Regions from separate parts of the Sus scrofa genome. Here region 2 is linked to region 1. A link is a contact called in public Hi-C data. All regions are on one chromosome and are shown on one strand. Each heading gives the region's core, a stretch centred on a gene start, on an enhancer-like site or on the middle of the called end of the contact. The rest is flanking DNA. Distances are from core to core; before and after follow the strand shown.

What was found. Hi-C and Micro-C count contacts between places; a contact is called where the count stands out from the background.
Region 2: a Hi-C map of omental adipose tissue shows a contact between it and region 1, with 1.8 times the contacts expected there. The contact joins two enhancer-like sites. A contact is called at or near these places in 1 of 47 Hi-C or Micro-C datasets (omental adipose tissue) and 1 of 2 datasets of contacts at active chromatin or transcription factors (skeletal muscle).

The regions. Positions count from the first base shown.
Region 1 is chr10:27,030,918-27,037,321 of Sscrofa11.1, reverse strand. It overlaps FANCC (Fanconi anemia group C protein), which reads right to left. Exons shown (of 14, transcript XM_021064601.1): 9 at 5,873-5,925; 10 at 4,044-4,143. Among named protein-coding and RNA genes, the nearest start is that of MIR24-2, 45 kb to the left of the region's middle. Within about 2 kb of position 2,496, at least 5 of the 83 cell types and tissues checked have an H3K27ac peak or open chromatin away from gene starts, as enhancers often do. A contact at or near this core is called in omental adipose tissue, where this site is marked.
Region 2 is chr10:27,227,637-27,234,059 of Sscrofa11.1, reverse strand. C10H9orf3 (aminopeptidase O) reads left to right here. Exons shown (of 19, transcript XR_002336299.1): 8 at 6,286-6,366. Among named protein-coding and RNA genes, the nearest start is that of MIR23B, 150 kb to the right of the region's middle. Within about 2 kb of position 4,964, at least 36 of the 83 cell types and tissues checked have an H3K27ac peak or open chromatin away from gene starts, as enhancers often do. A contact at or near this core is called in omental adipose tissue, where this site is marked.

The DNA.
Region 1 (6,404 bases), core at 1,247-3,746:
TCCTGGTTTTTCTCCTTTTATGTGTAAGTTTTCTTTAGTTTCTCTTGGCAGTGTTTTGTAGTTTTCCATGTAGAGGTCTTATATATCTTTTGTTAAATTTATTCCCGAGTATTTTACGTGCAGCTGTGGATTTGTCTATTTCTCTTTTTACTTCTGTCAATTTTTGCTTTGTGTATTTCAGAACTCTGTGATCAGGCATATATCCATTCGTTATTGGTATTTCTTTTGATAAACTATTTCATCATTAAAAAAATGTCCCTATGTTTGTCTGGTCATACTCCTTATCTTGAGACCTAGTCCATCTGCTGCCAGTACAGCCAAACCTGCTTTCTTGTGCTCATTAGTTACATAATGTATCTCTTTCCTTCCTTTTACTTTATAGTCTATCTGTGTCTTTATATTAGAATGGGGCTCTTGGTTCTTCACCTAGTCTGAAATATTTGCTTTTTCACTAGTTATTTTAAATTGGCTTACTAGTTTTTCACTTAGTTTTGTGATTACTGTAGGTATATGTGGGTTTATCTTTGGATATTCATTTCTTTTGTCCCATCTATTTTTGTTCCTCTGACAGCCCACACGCAGCTCTGCCTTTTGACACCTCAGGTCAATCAGATTGTGTCTAGAGTTCTGACCAACCCCTGACCCCGCTCAACCCCCCTCCCACCCTCACATAAGAGCCCTCAGGGAAAAGTCAGAAGAATACCCAATGCGGTTTCCTTTTTCAAAGGTTGAATCCCCCCTACTTTTTATCTGCTTTTTGGGTTGTTCTCTAGTACCTTCAAATAGTGGTAAAAAAATATTTCCCTCTCAGAGTTTATAATTTTATCTGTGGGAGATTTAGTCTAGTACATTATTAAACCTTGTCACTTCTGGGACCAGAACCTGAACTGATTTGCTGTTTGTATTGGAGCCATTATGCAAGCTCAGAAAAAGCAGCTTGTCATGACAACCTTAAATTTTTGCCCACTAGTCCGACTGGGCACATTCATGGGACTGCACAGTGCTCTCCAAATAAAACAAGGGTGAGAGGAAAGGATAAAAAGAGAACGAGGAGCCCTGAAGATAAACATTTCTGACAATGGGAAAGAATGTGGATTAATGGGATTTCTCCTCAACTGCTGGGGGGAATGTTAATTGGCACAACCACGGGTGAAAACAACTTGGCAGTATGAGCCTAGGCTGAACTTCTGCCCACCTCAGAACCAGTACTTCCACTCTTAAGGATATTCCCCAGCATGTTCAAAGTGATGCTGTGCATCAAAGAAAACAAAATCTGGAAACAATGCAAATGCCCAGCACCAGGAAGATGGCTGCACTGTGGTACTTGCCCCGCCCAGCAGGACACAGCACTCCCCCCAAGGCCACGCACAGCCTGGAGCAATCCTAAGACCACGCAGGCAAGGACAAGGCTCAAAGGACTGCATACGGTGTCACTCCTATCTGTGGCAGGGTTTTAGAAAGAGCAAAAGCAATGACAAGTAAAGAGAACATGGTTTAGTAATCATATATATGTGTGATTCAGAAAAAGAAAAGGAATGATAAACATCAAGTCAAGACAGCAGTTACCTGGGGAGAAGTCAGGGTGACAGTATAGAAAGGAGCACATGGCACCTCAAAGTCACTACAGCTGGGCTAGGTCTTGGTGGATGTCAGGTTGGCAGATAACTCATTTCTTTATTTTACCTTGACTCTTTTGGCCATGACAGAGGCTTGCAAAATTTCCTGGGCCAGGGATCGAACCCACGCCACAGCAGTGACAAGGCTGGATCCTTAACCTGCTGAGCCACCAGGGAACCCTGATGATACTCATTTATTAAGAACGAATATGTGGATGAATGAATAAAACACACAGAGAAACGAGGGTCATGTAGGGAACAAATAGGACAGAAGATGGCATGCATCAGGAATCATTTAAAAAAGGGGCACTCAAGGAGTTCTTGTGGTGGCGCAGTGGAAACGAATCTGACTAGGCTCCATGAGGATGTGGGTTCGATCCCTGGCCTTGTTCAGTGGGTAGGGGATTCAGATCAGATTTCGCATTGCTATAGCTGTGGTGTAAGCTGGCAGCTGCAGCTCCAATTGGGCCCCTAGCCTGGGAACTTCCATATGCTGTGCATGCAGCCCTAAAAAGCAAATAATAAACAAATAAATAAATAAATCAAAATTTAAAAAGGGGCTGGAAAGGCAGGCAATCAGGAACGGCCCCAGGAAGAGAAACAACATCATACACGTGCAGCAAGGCCTTTGCAAAGTGAAGAGGTTACTGCTCTCGTATCCCTGACTCACAACAGGGCAGTGACTTCCTGTTTCTTTTGCCCCCTCCATCCTGCCTTCCACCGGGACCCAGTTTGTGCCCCTCACAGCACCAGACCCATGTAGCTCGGGCAGGTACTATTCCACACTAAAAGTGGTTATATGTCCAGTTCAGCCAGCCCAGATCTAAAGTGCCAAGGCCAACACTGTGTCCCAGGAGCAAAGCTGATGAGAACAACAGACTCGAGCGAACAGGACAAAGCAATACGCCTTGCACTGGTGTCCTCTGCCCTAACCTAAGTGTTCCAGGAGTCAAAGGGACAGGTTTTCTAGAGGCCAGCTCCTAACTGGGAATACAAAGAATGTTCAGGGAGGATAAAAGATATTTATAGTCATGCCTCAAAATAAATGTGAGGGCCAGGCAGTGCCTTTCAGCTGAGCTCTCCTCCCGAATTCCAGGCTGGGTACCATTGATAATGCTGTTTGCTAGAGTTTAGCTCCCTTCCCTAGGGAAAGAGAAGATGGGAAAAAGACTTCATAAATATTTATCATTGCCTCAAAAAACAGAAACATCTGCTAAAACCCGAGAGGGTTCTTGGTGTAGGGGTGTATGGGATTTCAGGAGGGCCAGTCATCATAGCACGGTTCTCCTAAGTCACACCACAGAGAGCATCCCATGGGCCCATGGCTTTCCTCACAGGAAACTGCAGCGGACTGGGGCACTTGAGCAGACAAAGCCCCACAGTGACATTTAGTCTGTGGCCATCAGAAGCACAGGCCTGTTAAAATGCCCAAAGGCGAAAGAAGCTCTCCAGTAGAAAAGGTTCCCCTTTCACAGGTCCCTCTAACTGGTCAGCTGCCTCTGCTGGCAGGGAGACCCCCCCCCCCCACTCACCCCATGCAAGTTTTCCTGCAGGTCTTAGCTCGGCTTCTTGCTCACTGATTGGGTCCAGCACATACCTCTTGGTCATGGCCATTCCTAGCTCCTCCTCTAGGATTATTCAAATCTTTTCTCATCACTCTCACTCTCTCCCATCCCTCCTGGAAACCAGTTCACATTTAGGTCTCTGATGTAAACGGAAACCCATATTAAGAACATCTATTGGAGTTCCCCTCGTGGCGCAGTGGTTAACGAATCCGACTAGGAACCATGAGGTTGCGAGTTTGATCCCTGCCTTTGCTCAGTGGGTTAACCATCCAGCGTTGCCGTGAGCTGTGGTGTAGGTCGCAGATGCGGCTCAGATCCCGTGTTGCTGTGGCTCTGGTGTAGGCTGGTGGCTACAGCTCCGACTGGACCCCTGGCCTGGGAACCTCCATATGCCACGAGAGCGGCCCAAGAAATGGCAAAAAGACAAAAAAAAAAAAGAAAGAAAAGAATATCTACTACTGCTGTGTAATCAGTGGCATCTCCTTCTTAGCACACACCACACAGACTCCAGAAAACCTTTCTCTGGCCCAGGACGGGCAGAGTCCTGATGGACAAACAGGACCCAGAAAGTTCATCCTTTGGGGTGGGCCATGCTGGCATAACAGAGTTCTCTGCACAACAGTAGAGAGATGCTTCTGAGTTCCAGGACACGAGACAGACAGAAGCCATCGTGATTAATTTTCAACTAAAATGGTTTTACCTTTGCGGGGGCATTCATTTGGAAGCCTTCTTTGTGAACAAAGCAGTCTATCAAAATCAGTGAAAATAAAGTGCTCCTTTCTGGTGATTAATCAAATACTCTTAACAGCCTCTTTTTCTTTGAGGGAATGAATAATAGCTGCAATATAACAATATCACAAACCTGCTTGTTTTCTTTCTCCAGAGCTTCTACAAAGCATCGTGTAAACACTTGAAGAGCGGCTAGTACTTCTGGGGCTCCATCAGTTTCCAGGAGCGCGTACCTGAGCAATGCAAAGCCAGATCACAACGCGTTCAGTGATTAATCTGGCAAACATGTGAACCTAAACACGTAAAAAGGAAAAATGGAAATACTCTCTTTGTGCCATAAGCTTCATAGTTTGTCAACTCATTAGACTTCAGTCCTTGGATGAAAACAGGGGAAATCTATCACTCCCTTCTCTAAAGACCGTCTTGAAAAGTAAAATGTCCAGAGCTCCCTTTCTTGGCTTTTAAATTATAAAGCACTTTATATCCCTCCCCCACGGGCCTGGAATGCTCTTTACAAATATTTGTGCACCGTGTGCCTGGAAATGCAGCATTCACAGACCTTTGCTTTTGCCAGTGGAGAAGGAGGTGCCCAAGGGGTTAAAATGGTTCAGTCAAATCCACCTAGCAAAGTGGTGGAAGAACCTCTGTGCTTCTGGTTTGGCTTCTACGCATTTTCATACAACTAACTTTTATGTTTGTTTAAACGACAATAACAAAATCAGTGGAAACTCTGTTAGCTTTAAACTAAAAACAGCATTCGGACTTATTTCTGTGCTCATTTACGCTTAAAGTTGGTATGTTTCAAGATCAACTCAAGTGCTGGATTATTTGCTATTGTAAAAATTCCTTTCTGCAGTGTCTGCTGTCTGCCCCGGGGCCTCTATTTGCTGAGTGCGAGGGGGATGGGACAGAGAGGGTAGATACCTCGCTGCATCAGCGCCCAGGAAAGAGGCTAGAAACCCTCCCCAAGAGACAAGCCCCCTGTGAGGGGTCCAGCCCCCAACTACTGCCAGCCATAACCCAACCTGGCGTCCTTGTCTCTCTGTATTGCAAGTCCAATGCATTTCCCAAAGAGTCCTGCAGAATGAAAATCAGTGGGTTGTAAGATAATATGCATAGGTTATTCTGCCTTTCAGAAGAGCTCTGCTAAGCATGGCATTATTTATTATTCATGGTTTGCTTTCCCTCTAAAATCCTTTAAAAAGATCGGTCAGCCCTCGTGTGGTGAAGGTAGAATACTACTACCCTTATTTTGAATTGAGAAAAATCCTACATGAGTATTTAATGATTTAAAATCAAACTTGATTCTGTTTCTCTACCATTATTATCAGAATTTTAAAAGGTTAAAAAAAGATATTTATATTCATTTCTAGCCATTGGCTTAAAAAATTTTCTTTTTCTTTTTTGGCTACGTCTGCAGCATGTGGAAGTTCCCTGGCCAGGGATCGAACCTGCACCACAGCAGTGACCAAAATTGCGGTGGTAACAACGCCAGGTCCTTAACCTATTGCACCGCAAGAGAACGCCACTGGCATTTAAATATACACTGAAAGGAAGTTCCTGTCGTGGTTCAGCAGTTAACGAACCTGACCAGTATCCATGAGGACATGGGTTCGATCCCTGGCCTCGCTCAGTGGGTTAGGGATCCGGTGTTGCCATGAGCTGGGGTGAAGGACACAGAGATGGCCTGGATCCAGCATTGCTGTGGCTGTGGCGTAGACTGACGGCTACAGCTCCGATTCAATCCCCTAGCCTAGGAACCTCCATGTGCTGCTGGTGCAGCCCTAAAAAGACAAATAACACACACACACACACACAGACATTTGGGTTTTACCAAAAAGCTCAGAGGGATAAGTAGTCAGAGACAAATTCTCCCACGGTATAGCCAGAGAGTACCAGAGCAGTTTTTATATTCATATTTGGAAACTGAACCATTGAATTGGTAGCAGAAACAATATTTACCTGAACATTTCATCAACAACTCTGAATACGGCAGGGTGGCAGGCAGCTTCGGGCTGTGAAGGAAAAGACCGTGAGAAAGTAAAATACCAGAAGTATTTTATCAATAATGACTTGCTCTTATTGGGCAAATGAGTTGGCCAGAACTACTGGTGTCTAGAAAATGGGTATATTCCCTTGGATTAGAAAAAAAGAAACACTCGTTTATGGCCAAAGCCCTGCATACAAATGCAAACAGCATTCTCTTGGGGCAAGGGAATGACAGGCAACCTTTATTTCTTCTTTATACTCCTGTATGTTCCACGTTGTCGACAATAAGTCCATATGATGCAGGAAAATACAGTCAATAAGTATCATGGAAAATTAAAAAAGTACCTTCCACCAGCATGCTGTAATGACACAGAGCCTGCCTATGTGGCTAGTTTTACACTAGGCGCCCCATGGGTCTGATCTCTTCACATGAATTAAAAGTGTCTCAAGGTCAGATCCGGGCCTACAATCTTTTCATTCCTGGTTATTAGGAAATGAACATAAT
Region 2 (6,423 bases), core at 3,715-6,214, 190 kb before region 1:
GTCTTCCTGCTCTAAGAGTTGGTCTTCCCCAGGGGGACCCCCTCTAGGCTGCACAATGTCCTGGAGTGGTCTCATCTAAACGCCCCGTCTTAGGTGGGCTTCTCCAGAAGCAGCCGAACTTCATGTGAAAGGGATGTATCAAGACAGATTCCCAGGAGGGAGAGATGGAAGGAAGCATGGAAAGCCAAGCTGGGGTGCCATGATATCAAGTCGGGTTACATGACATTGCGCTGCAGGCAATGGGGGCCAGCTTAAGATCTGTCCTCGTCAGGGGCAAGGGGCCCAGAGCGTGCACCTCCCTGTACCTGCCATCACAACTTGGAGAGAGGTACATTCTAGGTGCTTATGGCAAAAGAGGCTCAGGCCACCTGAGGGTCTCATCTGACTGTCACATGCCAAGACCTGATGTGCACAGGAATGATAAAATGTGGGTGATGAGTGGGGCCTGGGCACAGCTGACCCCACCTCCCATCTGTGTTGAGGGCTCCCAAGGCTCCAGTCCAGCCCAGATCTCTCTTAAAGAGCAGATTGAGGAGCTCCCACTGTGGCGCAATGGGATCAACGGCGTGTTGGGAGCACTGGGTTGAAGGTTTGATCCCCGGCCGGCACAATGGGTTGAGGATCCTAAGTTGCCGAAGTTGTGGCTTAGGTTGCACCTGTATTCCATCTGATCCCTGGCCTGGGAGCTCCATATGCTGTGGGGTGGCCAAAAATGAGACAAAAAAAAAAGATGAGATGTGAATGCTGACCTGTCCATTGCCATCTCTTCCTGGCTGCCCTACATCTCATGCTGGTAATGCCCTCTCCCGCTCCCACCATCTCACCTCCAGGAGCGCTGGACCCCTCCCTGGTGGTACAAGTTCACACACTCGTTCAAGGTAGCAACGTGGGAAACTCATCCAACTCCTCCCTCCCCTCCACTCCCCTACACCCCCAGGAGGGTTTAAGCCCTGACCATGAACTCACCTTCTAAGTGTTTCTCAGTGTTACCCTTTTCCACCCCAATAGCACTCTTTCTCTGTTGAGAACTTAATGGCTTGCTTGCAGTGATCTAACAGCCTCTGAATTGTTTTTTTTTTCTTTCTTTTTCTCTTTCTTTCTTTCTCTCTTTCTCTCTCTCTCTCTTTCTTTCTTTCTTTTTTTAAGGGCCACATCCACAGCATATGGAAGTTTCCAGGCTAGGGGACTAATCAGAGATGTCACAGCTGCCAGCCTACTCCAGAGCCACAGCAACACCAGATCTGAGCTACTTTCTGTGATCTACACCACAGTCCACAGCAATGCTAGATCCTTAACCCACTGAGCGAGGCCAGGGATCGAACCCACAACCTCATGGTTCCTAGTCAGATTCATTTCCACCGCGCCACAATGAGAACTCCCCAAATTGTTTTTTTCTACCTCTAGTCTTGCCCCATGAAATCCATCTTCCTCACTGCCACTGAGGAGCTCTACTTATGAAACCTTGCAATTCTGCCACCTCCTTGCTCATAGCGTTCCAGAAGCTCCCCGCCCCACTCCAAGAGAAATCTCAAGCTCCTGAATACAGTAGGCAAGGCCCCGCATGCCATCACTCCAGTCTCCTCCCTTGCCATTCTTTGCTTTACCCTCTAGGCACCTCAAAGAGTTCATTGACTCCTACTGTATTAGTTTGTCAGGGCTGCTGTAACAAAATTCCAAGGACTGATATGTGGCTTAAACAACAGAAATGTATTTTCTTACAGCCGTAGAGGCTAGAAGTCCAAGATCAAGGTGTCAGCAGGTTTGGTCTCTTCTGAGGCCGTTCTCCTTGGCGCACAAGCAGCCACCTTCTAACTGGGTCCATCCTCACTTTGGCTTTTCTCTGTGTGCCTGCACTCCCTGTGTCTCTGTATATGCCCTAATCTCTTCTTAGGACACCAACCAGACCGAGTTAAGGTCCAACCTAGTGGCCTCCTTTTAATTTAATTCCCTCTTTTTAAAAAATTTTTTTAAAAATTATAGTTGATTTACAATGTTCTGTCAATTTCTGCAATACAGCCCAGTGACCTAGTCATACATATGTACATTCTTGTTCCCACATTATCCTTCATCATGTTCCATCACAAGTGATCGGATATAGTTCCCCGTGCTATACAGCAGGACCTCATTGTCTATCCATTCTAAATGTGGCAGTTTGCATTTGTTACCCCAGAACTCCCAGTCCATCCCACTCCCTCCCCCTCCCCCAAGGCAACCACAGGTCTGTTGTCCATGTCTGTGAGTCCGTTTCTGTTCTGTAGATGGTTTCATTTGTGCCGTATATTGGATTCCAGATCTAAGTATATCATAAGGAATTTGTCTTTCTCTTTCCGACTTACTTCTCTTCATACTGAGAGTCTCTAGTTCCATCCATGTTGCTGCAAATGGCATTATTTTGCTCTTTTTTATGGCTGAGTAGTATTCCATTGTGTATATGTACCACATCTCCTTAATCCACTCATCTGTCGATGGACATTTAGGTTGTTTCCATGTCTTGGCTGTTGTGAATACTGCTGTAATGAACATAGGGGTGCATGTATCTTTTTTGAATGAAAGTTTTGTCTAGATATATGCCCAAGAGTGGGATCGCTGGGTCATATGGTAGTTCTACATTTCGTTTTCTGAGGTACCCGACGCTGGTCAGAATGGCCATCATTAACCAGCCAATGTAACTTTACTTTTTAAAGGCCTTCTCTCCAAATGCAGTCACATTCTGAGGCACTGGGGGTTAGGGCTTCAGCACAAACATTTTGGAGAGGTGTGATTCAGCCCATAACACCTACTGTCTGGCTCTGGTTCTTTCTTATCTCCTTGTCTTTTTTTCATGTTGTCTCTATTTATAATATCCTTCCCTTGTTGCTTGACTCCAGATTGTTCTGCTCAGCAGTACAGCTATCACTACCTTCCAAAAGTCTCAGGCATGACATGATAAGCCAATGACCCTCCTCTCTACCTGCTAAATGCTCTGGTTGTATCTCCACTTCTGACCTTACTGCATTACTTGATAATTATATTTAGAATGAGCCATATTAAAGTGCCAATACTGAGCCATCTTTAGCCTATAAAAACAAACAATTTCACATGGTCCAACCCAATACATCTCTCTTCTAAACCATCGCCCTTTTGAACTTAGGGCCTATGTCTTCCTCTGCCTCTGTGTGCCACAATGCTTGGCACTGAGTGGGTGCTTGATAAATATTGAAGAAATGAATGCCATAGACAGCATGAGCTCTGTCCCTGAGTTTCCTTCTATATCATTCAGAGAGTTAAAATATTGGTCACAAGACAAATTATAGGTTGTGTCCTCAGAATTCAAAGAGCTGAGAATTTAGTATTAGTAAGCTGAGTTAGAAGGAGCCATTGGGAAGATGTGAGGCTAAGCTGGGATGGTAGGAAAGAAGAGCAGTGAGGCTGATAAAGAGGTAAAGAGAAGGAAACTCAATGAGCAAGGCCTGGCAGGCATACGCAGCAAATTGATTGTGGAAGTGTCCATTAAGTGAGAATGGGCTTCCTGAAGAGGAGAGCCATTAAGAACCCATGAGACTAAAGGTGGACCAGGCTAAGTAATGGAGCCAAATTCGAGAGTCCAGGCAGTGGGAAGCTATTTTCAGTTCTAAGACTGACATAATGAAAATGGAGTTCTGGGAAGATGACCCAGGCTTCGGGATAACACATGATCAGAGAGACAGAGTCTAGAGGCCAGATGGAATTAGATGGCTTTTTCAGAAACCCAGGCCTGGGATTAGAAGAACTTGGCATCCTCTTCTTGGTTGGCCTAAGGCTCTGAATGAGCCGCTCATTTGGGGTTATTCAAACTGATCGAAAGGTCAATGTAGCTTCCAGTAATATACTGGGAAGCCATCCCTGATTGCAGGTAAGGATGTCCCACCAGAGGAACAGGTTGACTGTGTGGGCTTTGTGAGCTTCGTGCCGACTCTGAACAGAGCAAAAGGCCATAGTCCTGATGCCTTCTCGGCCAAGACCTGGCCGATCCTGTCTCACTTTAGAGAAACATCAGCTGAGGATGCAGACAGAACTCTCTCCAGAGCTTGGCAGTCTTCAGATCTCAACTCAGGAAAGGAGTATAGGCTGTATAACAGTAAGCGTGGAAGTTCAACTGCCCGGATTCGAGTCCAGTGCTGACTCCACTCCTTGCTCTGTGACCATGAGGGAGTTACACAGCCGCAGCCGAGCTTTAGTTCCTCGCTGTATAACACATAATAACACAAGCATTTAATAATACCACAATCATTTCCACTTTATAGGTTAGTGTAAGGAATACATGTGATGAGTACGTGCACCATTTAGAACACACGTGGTAGGTTGAATCACAGGAAATTGCCATGTTGATGGATCCTAAAATGACAGACAATTGTTAATTTCCTGTGGTTCAACCTATAGTAAATACCCAGCGCATGTCAGCTGGACCCTCTGGCACCTGAGAAATGTTTGCCCAACAAGGGACAGAGGGCACGAGGACACAGCCCCCACAGCCAGCTTCACTCTCCCTCCTAGTTTATTCTAGTCTCTTCTTTCACTGCTGCTACCCTTTTGCTGGCAACCACAAGGCATCCTGCCCCTGACTCTTTACCAGCCTGAGCCTGAAATCACCTACCTTTCCTCTTCACAAACTCAAAATTGGTTGGAATGTTGAAAATGTTAATTTTGCTAAGAAGTTGAGAGGACTTTTTTTTTTTTTTTCCAAGTGCAAGAATGCCTGGTTACAAGTGAAAAGGATAGGATTAAAAGCAAAAACAACCCCCCCCCCCAAAAAAAAAGAACATTAAACAAAGATGCTCAAAGGAATAGCTTGAGGAAAGAAGGAACTTGGCAATGCTTCTGAGACTAATGGGATCCTCCTACCCTCCCGGGACCTACTTCAGGTTTAATCTCTACATAGGGCCACCCTGGGTGTCCCCTCTGGCTCCGCTCTGTACAGTACCTGGCCTCTGCAGTGCAGATTCTGACTTCAGCCCTGAGAAGCAAAAACTTCTTGCCCCCATGGCTTTCAAGGGTTCTGACCTGAGCTCCGACCACCAGCACGGGCCTGTGAGTTTCCTAAAGTCTTTAAACCTGTGCCTTGAAACGTCTGCCCTCCACCCTCTGTCACTCAGGCTCAGAGGCCCTTCCACCCCATTCTCCGTGTCTGTTGGGGTTTTTGTTTTGTTTTGTCATAAATTTGAACCACACAGGCTAGGCAGCTAGCCGTGTAGCCTGTCCCTACCCTTTCGTGACTAGAGGATGCTGTACCTGTGCCAGCATTTTCTGAAAAACTTGAGGGCCCTCTGCCAGCCAGAAACAGACTCTGCCCTTTCCTGTTTCAAAGGCCAGCTCCACCCCCTTGAGCTGCCCACTCAGTTCCTGTTTCCTGTCGAAGGGACACCTCCGCGCTCACTTCTTTTACCCAGCAGCAATGACAGACATGTCCTGGAGAGTTGAACTTAGATTACCCCGCCTTCATTTTTCTAGACCATTCCCTGGTTGCTCATCCCTCAGGTATTTCCAAGGGAGGAGCAGAATTCTCTTTGATGGGGCCCCGAATTACATACTCACTCCGCATGGTGTTTCATTTTTGCAGTAACATTTAGTAGAGTTCTTTTTTAATGGAGAAAAACTTGAAGAAATAAAGGAGTTCATAATCCCTGCTTAGCTAACCATGGCTAGGGTGTGTGTGTGTGTGTGTGTAACTACAAGTATGTAATAGGCAAACTCAGTTTAGAAAATATGAAATTCCATCCCCACCCCTGTAGTCCTCACCCTGAGATTATCACAGCTAGCATTTTCTTGTGAATTCTTCAGAAAATAAATTTTAGAAGGATATATATATCATTTTTCTGTATTACTGCCCTGTGTGGCACTGATTCATGAGAACACTATTTACCTATGAAATATTTTCCTAAAATAATAATGCATGTACATAAACCAATCTCTAATAGTTCACACCTGTTTTGCTCGTCCTCTGAGCATATCTTATGAACTCAGCCAATCCTAGCATGATGCGTGTTATATTGGTGGCTAATGAGTGTTAGTGTCCCACTCAGAAAAACTCCTAGCCAGTGAGTACTTTCTCATGTAATCCTAAAGTCACCCTGTTCTGTAAATTCTTTGTAGGTTTCTCCCATGCCCCCCGCCTCCGCCACCTCCATTTAGTTTGTATTCTGGCCAATAGTTTTGATCAAAAATGGCTGACAAAAAAGTGAATAAGTATTGCCTGAACCTGCTGCAAAGACAGAGAATATCCTACTGCATATTAAAATCCAGTTTTATAGGGGCTCCTCCCCCTTTCAGGTCAATGGTTGAGGAGAAAAAGGATAGAAAAGAAGGATTGGATGTCTGCTCGAGTTTGGAGGTGCTAGCCACGGCAATTAGGTAAGAGCATGAAATAAAAGACATCAAGGTTGGAAAAGAAGATACCATCTTTATGCA